2 separate regions of the Drosophila melanogaster genome follow, and region 2 is linked to region 1. A link is a contact called in public Hi-C data. All regions are on one chromosome and are shown on one strand. The core of a region is the stretch at or near the end of the contact, and the rest is flanking DNA. Distances in the headings are between cores, read along the strand shown. Region 1 holds the start of Zmynd8 (Zinc finger MYND-type containing 8). Region 2 holds the start of Mccc1 (Methylcrotonoyl-CoA carboxylase 1).

Evidence for each region. A called contact is a pair of places that touch in the nucleus more often than the background predicts.
Region 2: a contact with region 1 is called in a Hi-C map of the OSC cell line, with 3 times the contacts expected there. The contact joins the promoter of Mccc1 here to the promoter of Zmynd8 in region 1. A contact is called at or near these places in 16 of 107 Hi-C or Micro-C datasets (the Clone 8 cell line, the D17-c3 cell line, the Kc167 cell line and 9 more).

What each region holds. Positions count from the first base shown.
Region 1 is chr3R:31,665,548-31,672,680 of dm6, forward strand. It overlaps Zmynd8 (Zinc finger MYND-type containing 8), which reads left to right and starts at 3,918. Exons shown (of 10, transcript NM_170563.2): 1 at 3,918-4,133; 2 at 4,270-4,393; 3 at 5,229-6,248; 4 at 6,367-6,533; 5 at 6,597-6,678. The coding sequence starts at 5,232.
Region 2 is chr3R:31,788,824-31,796,300 of dm6, forward strand. Mccc1 (Methylcrotonoyl-CoA carboxylase 1) reads right to left here and starts at 5,084. Exons shown (of 7, transcript NM_001260462.2): 1 at 4,755-5,084; 2 at 3,882-4,647; 3 at 3,321-3,827; 4 at 2,970-3,261; 5 at 2,727-2,914; 6 at 2,491-2,662; 7 at 1,769-2,433. The coding sequence starts at 4,795. The coding sequence ends at 2,303. Acf (ATP-dependent chromatin assembly factor large subunit) reads left to right here and starts at 5,158. Exons shown (of 6, transcript NM_080486.3): 1 at 5,158-5,666; 2 at 6,159-7,389; 3 at 7,448-7,477. The coding sequence starts at 5,545. It overlaps faf (fat facets), which reads left to right. Exons shown (of 19, transcript NM_001260461.1): 19 at 674-1,858. The coding sequence ends at 898.

The DNA.
Region 1 (7,133 bases), core at 2,668-5,167:
GAATCAGACCGAGACCGAGACCAAGGAGCGATTCAAGGGCCGTTGGCACCGACTTCGGCTTGGCTTGGCTTAGCTTTGGCTTGGTTTGGCCATGGTCCGCACTCTGTGTGCGAGTCCTCATGCGGATACGTGGATACGTGGGCCATGTGCGGACCCTCGGGGGAATCCGATTGCCACGCATCGAGCACGTACGCCGATGACGACAACCGCAAACTGCTGCGATTTCTAGCAGCGACCTCGCTTCGCCCGCCTCCAACCCCCCTGACTCCCGCTTAGTCGCACTTTGTGGCTTTTCCTGGCAGGCAGCCTGCCACCCACTCGATAGATGCACTGAGAGAAGATATAGAGAAGCTTAATATATACTCACCTTTTTGAGCGCCTAAGCACATGGTAGTCAAGGTTCAAGTTGTGTGCTATAATCTACGGGTTTTTTCGCCCAGTGCAGCTTTCCTTGCCTTCCGTTACGTATGCAACATTCATTTTTGACAAGCATAATTTGCGGCTGGCCCAGCAGCGCAGCCATTGGGATTTTGGCCCGACCCCCAGTCTTATGTGTTCCAGGTTATTTACAGTTTTCATGGCCCTGCACTTTTCTAATGCAAAAATGATGCACTGCACCCACGCGACCCACGTCCGCCCACACTATCCCGCCGTTGGGTGCTCGGATGGCAGGGTGAAGTGTGTGGGCCGGGCTGTCTGTGGTCAGAATCGAGTCGGGTTGCGAGGATGCGGCGCAGTCAAAACATGCACTTAATGTAGCATCAGCAGGAGCCACGAGCCAGGAGCCAGGAGCAAACAGCCTGTAGCAGCCGGAGGGAGAGGCCTTTTCTGCTTTTGACCGGGCTTCGCAGACGCCACACCGCAGTGGCAATGAAAGTTGGAAACCAATATTTGTGCGGGCCGTGGGCGAGGACCCAAAGGGTTGGCCAGGAGCGGGCCTTGCTTGTGCTGTCCCTAAATGGATAATTGAGTTTGGCTCGAATGAATCTCTGAACATTTAGGAATTAGATTGCTCGGGGGAAGCAACCACAGTTGGCGCATCATGTTGGGAATTTTTGTGGTAAAATAGATTGATGGAATAATATACTTGTTAATCTTTTTCTAACCGGAATATTTGTCCAGTATATTTAATTTGTACATATAATTAGTAATAACATCATAGTAAGAATATCAGAGTAGTCGGATTCATTTGAAAATGCATTGGCAGCTGAACATTGAAATCCGCAAAACACAAACTCCGCTCCTGAGGATTTAGAAACAAAAATAAATCTGTTTGCCAAACAGTTATTGCTCTTGTTTTTGCGCCGCTGCCACAAGCATCCTCCTCCAGGTCCTCCACCAAAACTAATGCCAACTCCAGCAGCCGCCCCGCACCTTTCTTCCACTTTCGGATCCGTTTCGTTCCGTTCCGGCTCCTTGCAATCCGATTCCCCACGCTGCCCGTCCCGGCAATATGTGCGCTCATTTTATGCCTTGCATTTGGCAACGGCTCAATAATTGGTCAGTAGATTGGGAGTGGGCGATCGAGTGGGAGTGGGCGTTCAAGTGGGCGTTTGAGTGGGCATTCCAGTGGGCGTGGCTGGGGCAGAGGGCCACTGGGCACGGGCTCGTGACTCAGGTGCCCGCAAAGCTTTCTATAAATTCACAGTCCATGCCAGTGATTATGCAAGTTGGCTAAGCCGTCGACCATGAGGATGCACTGGCAGTGGAATCCGAGAACTGCCGCCTGCGGCGCCGGAGCTGCAAAACGAAATTGAATATGGGTTATGAATGGGACGCATCGCCGGTTACCCGGACCCCTGCCTCTGTCCCACTTACTGTTCCATCTTCTTTCCGCCAGAAAAACAAACAATGTCCGGAATGGAGTCCCGGATCCGAACCCCCATGGCTAGCCGGAGTACTCTGCAATTTATGCCTGAAGCTGGCGATGGTTAGCGAATTTCTATTATTAAATAAATTGGAGAGGGGCAAGGTACCAACCGCTTTTAGTTATTGTTTAAAGTAAGCATAATTAAACGTTACCCGAAAGCGAGCCCTTTTGAATCTTCTGGGTGAAGCCAACCAGATATTTGCATCTCCGCCTCCAAAATCAGTTGCGAATGAGCCGGAAAAATCGCAGCCCATTGTTCTGATCTTCTCAGGCAAATCAATACCGCCGCTAAATGGTACATTGCACCTCGAAAAGGAGCCAACAGCGGGGCGGGGAGGTTCGGGGATGGGCTCGTCCTTTGATCCCTGCGCCGTATACATATCCATATACACACCATGTGCCTCACCTATCCCTTGAACGGACGCCCCTACCTGGCCATTGATTAAAGTGGTTCCTTTGCAAATTTATGTTCGGAATATTAACCGAATTGCTCCCCGAGGAAAACTCCCCAGCCACTCTCACTCGAAAAGAAAAACTTTTTCCACAATGTACTCGTGTACTGCACACACACACACACACACACACACACACACATAGCCAATCGTATGAAAAAGGGGCCAAGGCAACTTTTTTAACAGTTTTTGGATTTTGGAATACAAATTATGTAAGTAATCTCAATTTATTGATATATGGAGATGCATGTTTACACGTGGCCAGCAGCAGCCCGACATTGTCGCTATTTTGGAAGCCATCAGAGGGTATGGGGTCCATATTACAGGTGGCCGGTCGGTGGGTGGGTGGCTCAGTGGGTGGCAGGTAGGTAGGTGGTTGGAGGCCGTGCCTGCCCGAGTGTGACCCTTATGAATGGGGCAACTTTTGTCTTTCTTCGTCGCATTTTATACTCTCGCAGCATTATAATTTGCCATGAATATATGAAAACCGTTTGTAGAAGTTCAACCGTTGTGGGGTCGTGGTCCTTGGGCTACGGCTCACTCCCCCCACACCAGACACATCGCTTGGTATTGTCAGCCTGGGAAATGGTTTATGTAATGGGATTCATAACTTGTTTACCTGCCAGCAGGGCTATATCCAGTCGAGAAGTGGTGCCGGAGAATGTCCAGGGTCCAGAGCGCTGGTCTCGTTGGCGCAGCCTTTTAATTTTAATTAAACTCCTCGAATTGCCGTAGAAGATTTTTCGTGAAGCTGCCCAATGATTTATGGAACTTTCAAGGTTATTCGCTCCATTATAAATTCATGTAAATGCTTTTGCATTTCTGGTCATTATTTGGCTCATTATTTTGCAAAGCCAAATTAGAGCAGATCATCGCATAAAACCGAACTTAATTACCTGAAATTATGATGCATGACCCAGTCCCACCATGTGGCTGATTTACTTTTATGGCCTAGTGCTTTCCAATCTAATCCCTGACTAGTAGTAAATTTTACGGCCCTCGTGGCCGTATATTAAATGTAATCCTTTATTTAAACTCATTTAATTTTTGCATTGATTAATTCATGATTAATGTTCTGAATTTATTGGGCATTTAAAGGGCAAAATGTAAGCGGTAAGCCATTAGCCTTGTTGTTTGGATTCTGTCACTGTGTGTATTATTGGAAGTCCTTAAGTAATCTTTGTCTGCTCATGAATTTCGAAAACATAATAATGCGATAACACCCAATATGATGGTATATACATATTGAAAACTTTATGAACTCATCAAACTTTACTTTTGAAAAGCAAAGTTTCCCTCGACCAATATTGCCAACTAGTTCGCTTAGCGAGTATTCGCCCCAGCCAGCGTTGCCAACTGTGCCCGTGAGTATTGAAAGGGGCACCATTAATTTAGTTCTTCATTGTAAAAATTTAGCTTGCCTAGTAATGCAGATTCAAAATTCAAATGAATTCGATTCGTTGATAATGACTTAAATATTTAAAACGCGCGCCAATGCACAATCGAAAGTGGTCGTTCTGAATCAGCTCATCTATCAATGTATCGAAAACCCTTATTCGATTAATCTTCCTACAACGATAGCTCGATAGCCATCGGGACTGTTGTCATCTGGCAGCACTGTTACTTCGGGAAAAAATAAAATACAACAAAACCATTAATTAAACTAGGAAGGCGCTGCGTTACATCAATTGAGGGCGCCGATCGTCGGACAATCGCCGTACGTAGAAGGCTCGAAAACCGGCGTTTGGAGACAGCGATCTGAAAGGCGTCCAGTCAAATCTGCGATTTTCGCACACAGCCCTGAGAAATTGGTAAGAGCCAGGCAGAAGGAAACGCTTTCCGCGTATCACTCTTCCCCCTCCCCTTCTAACTTCCGCACCAGCAAACCTGGTCATGCAGCACAACACACTGAAAACACTAAATTCATCGTGGACACATTTCTTGCAGATGCGACAGAGGAATCTCGCCCAGAAACAGATCGGACCGAAATAAATCGCTCAGTTATGGTTCCCACTTTCAAATCACCAGGGGAGAGTGGTAACAGTGAGGCTTCCTAACGTGAACATCGCAGGTGCGTAAAATTTGCGAAGCGAACACAGATGCAAATAAGTAGGAAGCGCGGAGCACACGCCGCAAGCACTCGCTGAAGTTGCGCTGGTGACGCAAAAAAGAACGGCAAACACAACACGCACGATTCCGTGACACTTTGCATTTACACATTCCCATTTGGCGAATTCGTCACACTCGGCACACTTCGGCGAGTCGGGCTGATACGGTTTAGCATATCGTATTTGCGGTTTCCAAGTCTCTGATTTTATTGCTAAAATATGTACTTGTTAACGAAATTGAAGGTCTTATACCATACTGTGTGCCCTCACCTCCACACTGCAATTTCTATTACTCGAAGAGTAAGAGCAAACACTTCATCCATTCACAAGTGTGTTACATGTAGAAGAGAGGGTGGTCCGAAAGCAACTAGATTTGTGTATTCGTTATGACAGGATCACTAGTCGAATTGATTCGATCCGCCTGCGCGTAAAACGAGAGGTATCTTGCATCTAAGTATAGAATTGTGGTTTTGCTCGACTGTGATGTCCTCTCTAGCTTATTACTCAAAATTAAATTTGTTGTGTCGGAGGACATGAGGGGGATTCGTTGACATTATAGCTAATAAAGAGTTTCAAGTGTTCTGTTTGATTGTAATATTAAAAACCCAATATTGTACATATGGATTCCTAAAATTTATTTATAGAGCAGCATTATCAATTAAATAGCTATAGTCAACCTCACGAATATTGAAAGAAAAAAACTAAAAATAAGTTAAGAGGCAAAACATCAAACAATTATTTAGATTTCTCAATTGCCAGACTGTTCCATAAATGTATCATTTTCAGTCTTTCGCACAGAGCATGGAAAGCACGGACAGCAGCGACAGCAGTGGGGATAGCTTAAAATCCATTCCCCGGCCGGACTTTGAGGCCCTCTCCGCCATCGGCAGCCCACAGCCGCAGTTGCAGAGCTCCTCGCTGGATGGCCACGTCGAGATGGAGCCGGTCATCATGCCCAGCAAGCGTCAAAAGTATATTGTCAGTGCTCCGCCTGGGTCGGCCAACTGCAGCAGTAACTCATCCAGTTCGAGTCCCTCGAACATCAACGTGGGCTCCTCGCTTACCATGAAGTTGACGAAGGTGCAGCCACAACAGCATCAGGCTAAGTCCTCCACGCCAAACAACAAAGGCAAAGTAGCCAAGGAAATGGTTGCTCTGCAGCGCTCACACATCGAATCCGAGGTCCTCAGCAACTTTGTGACTGGGGTGTCCAAGCTGAAGAGTCGAAAGTCGCGATATGTGCCCGGGAATCTCGCCACTCAGGCAGTAGGTGGAGAGCTGTCCCGCAGCTTAAATACCTCCTCCGAAAACGAAAACAAATCTCTAAAGGTTGCCCTTAAGCGGAGCAGCAGCATTCCAGCCCCCATCCTCGACTCAGATGACGACTGGCAGGACGAGGACATCGCCTGGGGCGTAACGACCTGCAGGCCGAGAGGACGATCGATGGCCTTTGAAGATGGCGAGCGGCTGGCAAATCTAAATGCGGAGGACAGAAACATCGTTCCCGCATACTCAATGGCCACCCGCTGTCGGTCACGAAGCAAAACTCTATCCTTGAGCAACAGTTGGAGCAATGATGATAAGGGTCCCCGACGCAGCAACCTACGCAGCGAGAACGAGGAATTCGCGAAGAAGCATAATGCTTTTCTTGATCGCATAATCCACGATGACCGGGAATCGGAACTGGCGTTGAACACATCCGGCGAAGGCGAAAGCTCGCTCTTCTCGGATGCCAGTGACACAAAGACGACCACGGCCAAAACCCCAGAGGAGGAGGCGGCCGAGCGGCTGGCTCTCATATATGAGGAGCCACCTACGGTGAGTGGTGACTAAAGTTTGTAGAAATTATTTTGAGAATTATGCTTAAGAAAATCGAGAAATCCAGTCTTTGCGGAGAGATAAAAAATTAATGATTTCCTACAATCCTCTCCTGCAGCCCGGCTGGGACCCGTTCTGCTGGAAGTGCCGAGGGTGCGGCAAGCTAATGCCGTGCTCCAAGTGCCTGCGATCCTTTCACTCTTACTGCGTCCGACCTGCCACCACCAAGTTCGACTCCTCCTGGAAGTGCCCCGAGTGTCAGGTTATAGAGGCGGCCCCCAAGAGGTGACTGTTTGGCATTTCTTTATAAATGAAACCTATTTATATATTGGTCATTTGCGTTTCTAGACTGCGGCGCAATGGAGTTTCGGTGGATCTACTAAGCCAGCTGCTTTCCTTCGCCCTGGACCGTATGAAGCATGTGCGCGGGGTGAGTAAATGTGCTGAATTCGAATTTTATATTCCATCGGCTCCGTATGTATTGTAATTTGTTCCTTGTCGAGATTTCATTATCATTCCACGCCGTTCTGTATGTATCAAAAGTCACGCGAAAATATTGTGCCTCAACAGATACATATACATGTGTACATGTATACCATATGTGTGGTTTTCAGCTCCAATACTTGCTGATAACTCATTGGTTACTTCTATGTTTAAACCTTAAAATCAAGTCAAAGATTTCCAACCAAGCTAAAGATATTCATCGATATTGCATTTTAGGGGTGACATTAATTGTGCTATTATTGCGCCCGCAGCTACTAATAATATGGGCTATAGGTGATGTGATATTTGCGCTCTCTGCCGCCTCCACTCGCTTCCACTGTTGAAGACCCAGTTTTTCTCTTGTTCAGTGGACGAGCAGATAGACACCTGAAAGTCTCGCTG
Region 2 (7,477 bases), core at 3,834-6,333, 120 kb after region 1:
CTTAATTTGATTTGACGCCAAGTTAGTTAGAGTTGTTGTTTCGTTTGAGCTCAAAACGCCCGCCTTACTTTGTGTTTGTTGTTGTTTTCACGATCCCGGCACAAATGAGATGCACTTGCCATCCCCGGATCTGTCTTCCCCTTGGCTTTTTATTTCCTTTACTGCAAGTTTTCTCTACTTATCCATGCAAAACCACGCACGCCACAATCAGTCCACACACACAAAATCACAGGGGTCCAACAAATTTGAATGTCAACGAAGTCAACGAAAACTAGTTGAAATACGATGGATATGTTTCTTAATTCGTACTTTTTTAAATAAAAAAACTAAGACTGATTTCTAATATACCGAATCTTAAAAATCATTGTTTTTTTGTATGTTATATTGAAAAGAGTGTTTTTTGGTTCTTCAGCGAATTATTTCAACGAAAATATACAATACAAAATATCAGTATATACATTTCATATAAAAAAGATATCCTAGATTAAAGTACATAACTAATCGTATTAGACTTTGACCTATTAAGATACTACTTTATGATCCACTTTTGAGGCGTGAATGAACCCGAAAACACTCGAAGCAAGATTGCATTACCGCTTAGCTGGCACCCGTAGCACTGGGCGATAGATTGTCAACCTCCACTAACCGAACTCTTTTTGTTGGCTATTCACAGAAGTGCCGCAGGGTGATAATAAAAAAGCTAGTGGAAAGTAAGGACGAAGAGGACGCAACTACTGCTACCACAGCGGCCACCACAGAGGTCACAACATCGCCAGCGACAGCTATCGCAACGGCAGCAACTTTAGAGCCTGCCGGAATGAGTGAGCTCACGACGATGGTAGAGAAAAATCTTATAATAAGCCAAGAAAATCCACAAGCGAAAAGCTCATTGCAATAAAATGTATTCGCAACCTAGCTGGAGGAGAAGATGATGAGTATCCATAGTGTTAAATGTAACCAAAGCAGCCTGACAATGAGAACGGTGTGGACAGGTGTTTACTAGTGGGGATCCCCACCGTCGAAAACGAGACTTAATGGGTAAATACGAGAAAAAGAGCAGAATCCGTAGATATTAACAAAGGATACTTGGTTGGAGCGATGCGAGTCAAGGAACGAAAGTCTGGTAGATAAGGAGATCAAAACCAGCAAAGGTGTTTATTAGCTATCGAACTTTATAATTACCTTTAATAATAAACAAATACACCAATTTTTTGTTTGGTTTTCTGTTTTGTTAAGCATTAAAAGGGATATGTTTATTTCTCCTCATTGTAAATGTGTCCCTTTTAATGTATAAATCTAAAAAAAAAAAATGAAAAGAACACCTTAAACTAACTCCCACAACACTACACAGAAACGGACGTAGGCAGAAAGAAACACACTCATAATCTATAAGAAGCGTTAAGTTGCACGTTTACAGTACCATATAATTGTATTTATATAGTATATAAATGATGTATTACGTATTGAAGCCGAGCAACACTTACTATACTAACCGAAAAAAATCAAAATGATGGACACTTAGATACGATACTAGGAAAAACTAATCGAAACGAATCGGCTGATTGTAAGAATTAGGGCAAGAAACCAAATTGCATCTTTAGTACTCAGTACTCGCCTCTGAAACTGTTTCCATAATCATATTTCAACGGCATGAACCGATTTAATGGGATGCTAATTAAAACAAAACAGTATAAACTCAAGAGCAGAATGGACTAAAGCAACACGAGCATAAAGAAAACTTGATTATGGTCATAAGTACATATATTTTAAATGATTAGTGTTTTGTATTAAGTGAAATTTGTTAAACATTTATTACATTTTTATGTTCTAAGTTGCGAAATAAATGCGAAGAGAAAGCAAAGCGCGCAATGTCATTCATGCCTTCTCTCAGTTTCCATTTCCGTTTCCGTTTACCGACAGCAATCAACTCAAAGTCTAACTTTTATGCCGCGAGATTTTGTACGGAACTCAATTTTAAATTATGTATTCACAAAGATGTATTACATTTGGGAAATTAATGTTCGTTACATCCATTAAATTCAGCGAAAATGAAACAAATAAATCACTTTTTAAAACCATTACTTTTGGCTTCCTTACTTACCCACAAAAACAATTCATGGCTAACAGTTTTAGACGTTTAATGGGTTAAAGATAAGAAAATTCCATTAGATGGACACTTTTTTACTTAACGATAATAAATGCACTTCGTGATCCCTGAACCAAAAGCAGGCTAGTTAATATTTAAAATATAATTTTGTTTGTAAATGCAACAACTCTCTGGTACGTTTCGAAACATATTCCGTTACTTTTCTACTTCCTCGTCGACGAATGTAATCACGGCCGCTCCCTTAGCAACGTTATCGCCCGCGGCTCCTCCAATAGACTTAATGGTGGCGTCCTTTGGAGCTTTTAGAATGTGTTCCATTTTCATGGCTAAAATGCAAAACTGTTTTTAAAACTATGTATAATCTAAATTTATATTTTTTTTACCAATAAGCACTGCCAAGTTTTCGCCCTTCTTGACCTTGTCACCGGGCTTTACCAGCACCTTCTCTAAAATCCCGGGCATGGGAGCCACTATGCGAGACCCAACTGCACCCAATTGATCGCCCTGGGCACTTAAGAATTTCGGCTGTCCCACCTCAAAATCGACCTTGCCACTCTGGAAAAGGGAATCAATTAAATACAAAATACAAAATGTTATCAATTGAAAAGTAGATTCTTACTTCCGAAAACAAAGAGACACTAGTGCCATCAATACTAGCATTATATGTGGTGACGTTGCTATTGATATTGGCACGAATTTTTAGACGACTTCCATCCTGAACTCTTTCGACCTTTGCATCCTGCCAGTCGCCATTATCCACCTGAATTTGCATATCCTCGCCATCAAACTTGACAGCCACAGAATAGACTGAAAGATTAAATAAGCTTACCAATTTGATTTTAAATTTATATATGTGGTTTACCCTTCTCATTGGCTTTCAAGTCATATCTGCGAACCAAAGAGTAATTCAGACGAGCGTTAGGGGTGGCAACAAATGGATCCTGATCTTTGTTTCCGTTCCTAAAGGCTGCCTGCAACTCGTTTAAGACTAGCGCCAAAGCAGCTTGGCTGACTTGCTGCGGACTGATGATAATTGGCGGAAATAGAGTATCGAACTGCTCATCGATAAAGCCAGTGTGCACATTGGCCAGCTGAAACTCAGGATGCGACGCAAGGTCGATGAGGAAATTAATGTTAGTGTCCAGACCAGATATCTAAAATTGGTTTACCTTTAGGGAAATGTCTTAAAGGTACAAATTTTTAATGTTCTCACATGATATTCACCCAGGCGGGCAACCAATGAGTTAAGCGCTTGTGTGCGGTTTTCGCCCCAAACGACTAGCTTGGCAATCATGGGGTCGTAGTGCACAGACACCTCATCTCCTTCTCGGACACCCGTCTCCACGCGAACGTTGTTTGATGGTTGGGGAGTAGACAAATATCGCAGGGGTCCGGCTCCGGGCAGAAAGCCTCCGCGAGGATTTTCTGCATAAATGCGAGCTTCAAATGCGTGGCCACGCCGCGTAATCTCAGATTGCTTCAGGGGTAATGGCTCACCGGCGGCAATGCGAATCTGCCATTCAACCAAATCGGTGCCCGTAATCATTTCCGTTATAGGATGCTCCACCTGCAGGCGGGTATTCATTTCCATGAAGTGGAAAGAGAGATCTTCTTTGTCTAGAATGAACTCCACGGTGCCAGCTCCTACGTAGCCCACAGCTTTCGCTGCACGAACAGCAGCCTCGCCCAGCTCACGACGCAAATCTTCCGACAAACCTGGCTGTTGTATAAATGAGCATTATTTTTAAAATAGCCGAAGCTCTTGTGCACTTACAGCTGGCGCCTCTTCAATAATCTTTTGATGACGTCTTTGCACGGAGCAATCTCTTTCCCACAGATAGACAGCATCACCATACTGATCCGCAAATACTTGAACCTCTACGTGGCGTGGAGATCGGACGTACCGCTCCAGAAGCACAGAGCTGTCGCCAAACGACTTCTCGGACTCGGTGCGAGCTGAGTTCAGAGCGGTGAGGAAGTCGTCCGGTTTTTCTGCGATTCTCATGCCTTTGCCTCCGCCGCCGCGGACGGCTTTAATCATCAAGGGAAAGCCAATTTTGTCGGCTTCTCGCTGCAAACACTCATCTGACTGATCATCGCCATGGTATCCATTGATGATCGGCACCCCAGCAGCGGCCATTATGGCCTTGCTGGTGCTCTTAATCCCCATGTCCCGGATGGCGGAACTGGGCGGACCCATGAAGATGATGCCCTCACGCTGGCACAACTCGGCAAACTCGACGGACTCGGAGAGGAAGCCGTAGCCTGGGTGGATGGCCTGGGCGCCCGAACGCTTGGCTATGTCCAGGATGCGTTCACCGCGAAGATAGGAAGCCGAGGAGGCAGCTTCCCCCACGCGGTACGACTCGTCTGCCAACTGCGTGTGCATGCTCTTCTCGTCCGGATCCGAGAACACGGCCACGGTACGAACTCCCAGCTTGCGTGCGGTTCGAATCACCCTGCATGCGATCTCACCACGATTTGAAATAAGGATCTTGCTGATAGGCCGAACTTTTGGGCTGGCTTCTGTTGCAAAGCACCTGCGTCAAGCCAAAACAAATTAGCAAGGTTTATGTAATCGTCAAGAACGAAATTAAGTCTTTTGATTTAGCGGCCTTAACAAAGAACTGCCGATCATTTCCCTCACCTGGCGTTTGCGCCGAAGTTTCGCAGCAGTCTGGCGTACATTATTAGTAGAATTAATTGTAAGAATAAATAACAAATATACTTTATTCAGAGCAAGTGTGCGATCGTCGCTTATCACAGCTGGAAAAACGCACACGCACAAGATCGCAATTGAGATGGGCGACTCACGAGATGCATGGTTGAAAATATTAATGTTTCATATATCTTTTGGGGATTATCATATATCATCAATATCTTTTAGGGAAATTGATATTACGTATATTGTGTTTTTTTTAAGTTGCAACCCATAAAAAATATTACCGTTATATTATTCTGGACTATTTATCGAACTGTTGACATCCATCCGACCGCGTCCTTACGGTTTTCTGCGCTCGTGAAGTTCGGTAACATTGTTCGCAGAAACTCGATAACCGATAGTTTAACGTCGAAGAGCGATAGGCCCCAAAATATGCGCGTGAAAATAGATTGTGCGCTATAAAATAAACGGATTTAGGTAGTTGGTGTTGAGGAAGCCAGCCACAAACATAGTAGAAATTGTCGGAAAAGTGTCGCCCGCCGACAGCTTGTATAATTGCGTCGGAAGTCAACGCGCGTATCGCTGGAAAACCGTTTGCATCGAAAGCCCCTCCGGAAAGGCGTGAAAAGTTGGGCGCCTTTTGCGCTTGTCGCTTGGCGTTGTAAAATTTATCAGTTGCTCCGCGGTTGTTTTTATTGTGAACTGTTAAACGTGCACTTCGAAGGACTGCCATTTAAACTTAAGGACATTCAAGAGCAAAAGGAAAACACCAAACATGCCCATTTGCAAGCGGGAAGGATTCGACCTGAATCAGAAGGAGGGCAAGAACGAAACATTCCACGACAACGACCAGGTCTTCTGCTGCTACATCACTAAGCGCATTTTTCGCGACTATGAGTAAGTGCATCCTGCTACCATTCCTGCAACTGCCCCTTCCCTTCTCCTGCCATTAGGTGGACGCTGCGCTAAAGTATACAACAAAAGCGACGCTGCAAAAGCATTTGCACACGATGTACCGTACATCACCATTCAGTGTGTGTGTGTGTGTGTTCGCAGGGGTGCATAAGTGTGCGAGTCTCGTGGGCCAAAGGCGAAAAAAACGCTGTTCGGTGGCGGGAAGAAATTACAGCTGCCGCCGCACAGCTGCTCGCCGCGGAGTTGCCACCTGGTGCCAAAGCGCGCGCTCTTGAATTTGGAATTTGTTGACCCAATTCGACTTATATGATCCTTCTAGATATTTTTAAGATCAGCAATTATTTAAGAGGCTGGGTAGCGCGAAACTATTTTAATAAATAGCAAACATACTAAATATGTTTTACTCTGACAAGCTTCAATTATATCAAAATAAATTGACCTTAAAACGCTGATCGATTAAATTTATTTATCCAGACACTACTTCCGGCACGTGATGGTGATCAACTCAACGGTGTGGCAGTGCGAGGCCACCGGCAAGGAGAACCTCACCTACGAGGAGGCGGTCAAAAGTGAGCGGGCGGCTCGCAAGAAGATGGAGCAGTTCAAACAGAGCCTTCGGGCACCCGTCCTTCTGGTTGTGGAGCACGCCCAACAGTCGGCGGTCAACACCTTGAACATGATAGTGGCCAAGTTTCTGCGCAAGCGCTACTTTATCGGCGAGGAGGTGTCGGTGCAAGCTAAGAAGAACGCCACGTACACGGTGTTGGGTGTCAAGTTGGACAAAAATATGCCGGAACCACTCAATGGTATCTATGAGGACACGGACAACCTGGTCTACAGACTACGACCAAACAAGGGCGATCCCAGTGCAGAGCTTGATCTGCCCTTTAGGCAATTACGTCGCTCGCGCATGGAGTTTAACCTGGAAAACCTGAGTATGTTTATAAAGAGCAATGTATCGCGGGTGGATGGACTTCTTCGACCCAAGCCAGAGGCATACAAGCAGTACGTGACGGACCCTGGCGTAAACTTCTCCACAATTTTCATTGGCAAAATGCCACGTTATTCTCCCGCTAAGATTAAAAAACCTGACGGCAAGAAGCAATCCACTCTCAACAAATATATTGTCGCCGGTGAAGCAACGGCTGCAAAGTCAAAGGCGAAGGCCAAGTCTGATGCTAAATCTCTGGCAGAGGAATTGGAGCGGGTTAAGCGAGAAAAAGAGGCCAAGCTTATTGAGTTGGAAAAACAAAAGGCGGAAAAGAAGGCACAGTTGATTGAACGCGTTGAAAACGAATGTAATTTACTGCTTCAAAAGACGGACGACCTGGAGAGAACCGACCAAAAAGTCCTGCCCCGCTACAGACAGATCGTCACATTGCTGCCTGAGCACCTCCTGGGTGATGCCTTCATGATGCGCGAGTTTATGCACACTTACACAGGATTGCTGTCCGGCATCGAGGTGTTCCGTCAGAACCTCAGTTTCTACGAGATGACACGTGCACTGACTGCTCGTGAGATTGCGGGCCCACTATCGGACATCCTCCTCGTTCTGCTTGGCACTGTTTTCGATCTGCAAAAAGAAGAGGAGGAGGAATGCGCAGTGACCTACCTCGATCGGGCTGCACAAACTCAGGAGCCCTATTGGAGTATGGCGCAGGCCGCCAAAAGTCACCTTTACGCCAAGAGGCACTTTTCCTTTAAGGTCAATACTTTGTTTGTGCCGACGTGTGTTATCTAAACTAATTTTATTTTCCCAATAGGTAAATGAACTACCATTAGATGCACTGACT